2 separate regions of the Callithrix jacchus genome follow, and region 1 is linked to region 2. A link is a contact called in public Hi-C data. All regions are on one chromosome and are shown on one strand. The core of a region is the stretch at or near the end of the contact, and the rest is flanking DNA. Distances in the headings are between cores, read along the strand shown.

Evidence for each region. A called contact is a pair of places that touch in the nucleus more often than the background predicts.
Region 1: a contact with region 2 is called in a Hi-C map of induced pluripotent stem cells, with 2.2 times the contacts expected there. The contact joins the enhancer-like site here to the promoter of IHH in region 2. A contact is called at or near these places in 3 of 3 Hi-C or Micro-C datasets (induced pluripotent stem cells and skeletal muscle).

The regions. Positions count from the first base shown.
Region 1 is chr6:140,849,526-140,852,442 of calJac240_pri, forward strand. All of the region lies in intron 5 of NHEJ1 (non-homologous end joining factor 1), which reads right to left. Among named protein-coding and RNA genes, the nearest start is that of IHH, 52 kb to the left of the region's middle. Within about 2 kb of position 1,661, at least 3 of the 16 cell types and tissues checked have an H3K27ac peak or open chromatin away from gene starts, as enhancers often do.
Region 2 is chr6:140,797,600-140,800,854 of calJac240_pri, forward strand. IHH (Indian hedgehog signaling molecule) reads right to left here and starts at 1,741. Exons shown (of 3, transcript XM_002749801.7): 1 at 973-1,741. The coding sequence starts at 1,287.

The DNA of each region.
Region 1 (2,917 bases), core at 411-2,910, 52 kb after region 2:
TTCATTTGGACAACTGGATAATATACCAGGGATTCTGGTTATTGGAACCAGAACCAGAATGCTGCTGTGCTATCTCATCATCACCCACAAATACCAATTCCCAGCCCCAAATGGTCCCAAATCTTTCCTCCCAAGACCACAAAGGATAAAAAAAAAAAAAGTTTCCAAATTAAAAAACTAAAACTGGCAACAAAGGTGCCCCATGGCAGTAACCTTTAAAACTGGCCATTAAAGTTTATAAGTCAGACGGGCACCAACGTGAAGGATCAAGAAGAGAAAAACAGCCCCCTCCCTTGGGGACCCGGAGCCACAGCCTTCCCCCTAAAGCCACAGAGCTGATGTCACAAGAAGCGCTTGCTGCATCAAGGGCTCTCTGTGTCTCAACTACAACCATTCACAATGCAGGCAGACTCTGTGTGCTGGAGGCGGGCTGGTGTCTGGCAGAGAATAAAGGAAAGGGGAGGGGCAAGGAGGCATGGGTTGGTACAGAACCCATATATGAGGTACGGAAAGGTGAGAAAGGAGAGAAAACATCAGATCTCCTCCTAGACCTCAGGACTGCTGGCAATTCATAGGCTGGGAGGAAACAGGCCCTGTCAGACTGCCTAAGACAGTGGTTCTCAACTTTTTTTTCCACCTAACACACAAGAGGCATACCACAGATTTTCCTCAGTAACAATGGTATATTACACAATAATTTTTAACTATCTTGGGGTAGTTTTTTGATATGTGCAAAAAAATCAAAAAATTTTTTAGTAAGGGTATAGTTTGAAAAGGCTTCTAAATAATTCTAACCATCTCCCCTATTGGGTATGTACCCCCTATGAAGAATCATGAGCTTAAAGAGCCTACTTTTCCTTCCCTCCCTTCCTTCCTTCCATGTATTCAGCAAATACATTTTGAGAGCTTACATGTGCCAAGCATTGTTCTACTGACACTGGAGAGATAGCAATGAACACACAGACAAAAATCCCTGTCCTCATTGAGAATTTATGTCTTCACAGGGGTAAAATCAACGTAGTTAAAAAGTAGAATCTAGGGGGTACCCACTGCACCCTGTAATCCCAGCACTTTGGGATGCCAAGGCAAGAGGATTGCTTGAGCCCAGAAATTCGAAACCAGCCTAGGCAATGTGGAAAAACCCCGTCTCTATCAAAAAAATACAAAAATTAGCCAGGCATGGTAAGGTGCACCTGTAGTCCCAACTACTCTCGAGGCTAAGGTGAGAGGATCACTTGAATGCCAGGAGATCGAGGCTGCAGTGAGCTGTGATTGCACCACTGTACTCCAGTCTGAGCAACAGAGTGAGACCCTGTCTAAAAGAAAAAGAAAAAGAAAAAAAGTAGAATCTATGGTATACTGGGTTATGACAAGTGCTATGGGGAAAAATACAGCAGGGACAGAGACAGAAAGTGCTGAAGTGCTGGTGGGGTGGGGGTGGAGGTGGGGCTGAAATTTTAGATGGGGTGGCCGGGAAGTCCTCAATTAGAAGGTAGCACTTGAAAAAAGACCTGAAGGAAGTGAAGGAATTAATCACGCAGATAACTGGGAAAGACCATTCTTAGCAGAGGGAACAGCAAGTGAGAAGGTCCTGAGGTGGGGCACCGGTCTCAGATGTTCAAGGAACAGGAAGGTGGCCGGCACGGCTGGAGTCCATATGCTACTGTTCATCACAGTGCTCCTCCTCCATTTCAGATCCTTTGGCTCTGAGGAGTCTGGGCTGACTGCATGTTGGACTGAACTGTCCAAGCCCGGGACATGCTCACAAGCAGAAAGCACTTAAATAGCTCGGTGAAAAGGGACATGAGTAGATAAGATGAGCTTAGTGTTAAAGTATTTCTCTTTACTGAAACAGCTCAAAGTTCCTTTAAATAAAATATCATCCATCCTGACAAAATCCTTGTAAGGAACAAAGGTCATACTCCTTAACTAAGGACCAGAGGGGGGAAAATCATTTTAAAGATGATTTTAGAACTGAAATAGAATTTGCTCTTGATACCCATTCCAATGTTCTATTATTCATAAAAGCACAGACTACTAAAAGGCGGAAGTCAGATTCATCTCACCCATTCTCCTCATTTACTCAAAAGACAAATGACAAAATTAGAATCCAGGTTTCTTGGATAAGGGGTAAACACTCCTTAAAAGGCAAAGTAGGGCTATGGTATAGCTTTTAAAAAAGGGGACCACCTCTCAAATCCTGCACCCTAGAAACTCCCCGGCAAGGGGAAGATAGGGTGATGATATTAGCATTATAGAATACTAAACAGTGTTCTCTGTCCCCTGACCCCTAGAAAAAGTCTAGTTATCCCACACGCTAGGCCTACTGCCCTTATCTAGATCCCTTAAGCCCCAAATGTCTTTCATAAGCCAGTGTGGCCAAGCCAGTGAGCTGCAGGTTCTGAAGACCAGAACTAAGTCTACAGTGTGAATGTGTGAACGCAGACACATACACACACACACACAGAGACGCATACAGTCAGTGGGAAGGAAGGGGAAAGGAAAGCACACACAACACAACACACCAGGGCAGCTGCAGAAAACAACTGCTTGTTAAGTTAAAATTAAACTCTGTACAAATATTGACCTTTGGAGGGGACAGAAACCGGTCCCATATTTACCAGCTTTATAAATGGGACTGACCACAGCTGCCCCACGCGCTTGGCCAGCATCATGGCAGGATGGGGCGAGGCCACATTTTAGGGGTGGGGGATGAATGAGAGGGGCAGGAGACATTTTAAACACTCTCTTAAATGTACTTACTATTGGTAGGTCAAAGTTCCCAAAAGCCTTAAAAGGGGAATTTCTAGGAAAGCAAATAAGGTAGTCTCTGAAAGTGGGGGTCAGAGAAATAGGAATAGAGAGGAAAAAGAAAGCTTCAGAGAGAAAAAAATTGCTAAAAGGAATGAGAAGTATA
Region 2 (3,255 bases), core at 491-2,990:
CCAGCTCCGGCGCCAGGGTGCATGCTGAGGGCCCTGAGTCTAGCTGCTCTTCCCAATGGATCTAGAAAGCCAGGGGCCAGCTTTCAGGGGGAAGCCTCAGGAGACCCGGGAGGAAGCGGGTACAGGTCTCTCCCCTCCCAAACCTGGCTGCAGGGAAGGAAGTTTGCACCTCTGAGCTTAAGTGGAGCGCAGGTCTTGCTCCCAGCATGCAGGGACTAGCATCAGCCCTGTTTCCTACCTCCCACGGCATCTCAGCTCCTCTCTTCCACCCCTTCCCGTCCCCACCACCAAGCGCAGGAATCCCCTAAGCTCAGTCCCACAGCATCAAGGCCCCAATAACCCACCCTTCCACCGCAGTAGCACCCCTCAGCTCTCCAAACAGACACGTGGGCTCGCTGGGCGGGTTCCCTTTCCCACCTCCGCCTCCCCATTCAACTCTTCCTCGCTGTTCTTAGTCCCAGACCCAGCTGGGACGCTGCTCCTGGAGTGGGTAGCGCGCAGAACCAAGAGCGCAAAGGGAGGAAAGGCCGTGGTGCCCTACGCACCCAGAGAGTCTGCGTCAGGGGTGCCGAAAGGTTTCAAAAGGAAAGGGGCACAGCTGTGCAGAAGGTTAGGCAGGGAGGGACTCCGTGGGTCCCAGAGGCGCAGGAGGCAGCCGGGTAGGCGTACCTCCGGGTGCCGCGTCTGGCTGAGCTGCCACTACTCTGGGGCAGAGCAGCAGCCGCCAACCTGCTGGGCTCTGGGGCTTGGCAGCGCGGAGCTCTTCCAGCAGTCTCCGCCGGGCTTGGGGGCCGACACTCCTGCCCGGACCCCTGGCCAGCCCATTTTGGGCAGGAGGCCGCGGGGCTTGGCGAGAAGGGCAGGTGCCAGGGGGCGTGCCAGGCAGTTGAGAAAAGGTGCCAGGGGGCGGGTAGGGCCGGGCAGGTGGCGGTGCTTCGGCGGCGGCGCGCTGGTAGGGTGGATCGCGCTCACCTGGGTCATGAGGCGGTCGGCGCCTGTATTCTCTTCGTCCTTGAAGATGATGTCTGGATTGTAATTGGGGGTGAGCTCCTTGAAGCGCTCGGAGCTGCGCGCGATCTTGCCTTCATAGCGCCCGCTGGCCCCCAGGGTCTTCTCGGGCACGTTGGGGCTGAACTGCTTGTAGGCGAGCGGCACGAGTTTGCGCGGCGGTCGTCGGCGGCTGCCCACCACCCGGCCCGGCCCGCAGCCCCATGCCGCCGGCACCACCAGCAGCAGCAGCAGGAGCAGGCAGAAGCGCAGTCGGGGCCGGAGCCGGGCGAGAGACATGGCCGGGGAGCCCGGGGGAGCGGCGGGCGAGGGCTCCTGGTGGGCTGATGCGTAGGCGCGTCGACGGGAGCTCTGCGGGGGCTCAGGCGTACGGGTGGCTCCGGGGGGCTCCAAGGGGGGGCGCCATGGGCGGCGCGGTGCGGCCAGGGCCGGCGGGACTCAAGTGCGGGGCGGGGGCCCGGGGCCCGAGCTGGTGGCGGCGCGCTGTCCCCCTCGGCGCCTCGACTCTGAGCTGCCGGGCTTGCCGGCCGCCAATAAATAGGCCGGCCCGTTTGTTTTGGCAACGCGGCGGCGGCGGGGGGCGGCGGGTGGCGGGGCTGCGGGCCGCCGGGCTGGGCTGGGCTGGCCGGGCCGGCGGGCTGCAGGGCCCCGCGGTTAGCACCCCGGCCCGGCGGTCACGCGGCTCGGGCAGAGCGGGAGCTGCTGCCGTCTGCGGCGCAGCCCGGGGCCGAGTGAGAGGGGAAATGGAAGAGATCCGGGCTCGGGCCCCGCGCAGACCGCACCCTACCCATGTCCCTGCCTCCTGTGCGCTCAACAGCGAACCTGCAGCAAGGGCAGCACAGCCTCCTCCCCCTCGGGCGGGCGGCCCCGGCACTAGCCAGCCCTCGTCCCGCTCGCGCCTCCGCCGCGCATCCGCCCGCCTGCTGCCCTCTGCGCCCCCTGCGCTGCCCGAGTTTGCCCTCCCCGCCTGGACGCGCCGCACCCCGCCCTGGCCTCGCCTACCGGCTCCTCGCGGCTCTGGGGTGCCCCGCCAGGCTCAAACCTCCCGGACAGGACCTGCCACCCCCACGGAGACCGCAACCCACGGCGCGGCCGGACGCGAGGGGCGGGGGGCAGTGGCCGGACCGCACAGCCGCCTACGGTGTCCCCTGCGGGGAAGCCAACCCAAAAGGCAGGAGGCCGCTCATAACCTGGTCCCCACCCTGGCCAGGCGACGCGCCCTCTCTGCTTGGTGGAGCTGGGTTCTGTATCAACCCGGTGCACATCCCACAGCCTGCCTGTCGGTGTCAAACTGGGGGTGGGGAGTCAAATAGGGGTTTTAAGTTGGAAACACTGCTAAAACCAACAATAAGAAGTTGCAAAGGGGTAGGTCAATATAGAGAAGAGTAGCTAAAATGGTGGCATCAAGCAGAATACCAAGGAACCCAGACTGACCATATTAAAAAGGGGCAGCAAAGATCTCAGTAAGGGAGGCTTGCCATGAATGCCCAAATCGTGCAAAGCCACCAGAACTGCTAAATAATTACTTGTGTAATAAGTACTCTACATTACACATTTAAAAGAGCAGAGAATATGTAGAAGCAACTAGGGACGTGAACAAGTGTTATGTGTTTCAATATAACATTCAGGAAAGCTGAATGAATTAGGATCCCTTGTGCCAAAACAAGTAAAAGCAAGTGTGTTAAAAGCAAACAAACAACATCACCACCACACCACTAAACTACATGATTTGACTGTAGTATGTTCTACAAATCCAATAAAGGTAGAAATGAAAAGATGAGACATAAAAAGGCTTAAAAATTCTCACTCCAATTCTATTAATAGAATAGGTATCATTTTATTGTACTTACATTCCTGAACATGGGAGTTACTAGATACTATTATACTAAGTGTTCTACTTGCATTATCTAATTTAAACTCACAATGGCCAAAGGAGCTATTACTGTGCACATTTTACAAATGAAGATATTGAAGTTCAGAGGAGATAAGCAACATGCACATGGCTGGGAAGCAGGGATTGAAGCCCATGGCTCTGGCCCAGCCCGTTTTCGCCTCTGCAGGTGCATGGGTCCCTCTGTGCCGGACAAAGCCACACAGCTCCTCCTGGGTTTGGGGCTGAAGCAGCTGTTCACAGATTTACTCACACTCTCTGGATCAGTTTTATGTATGTATGTATGTATGAGACAGAGTCTCGATCTGTCGCCAGGCTGGAGTGGCACGATCTTGGCTCACTGCAACCTCTGCCTC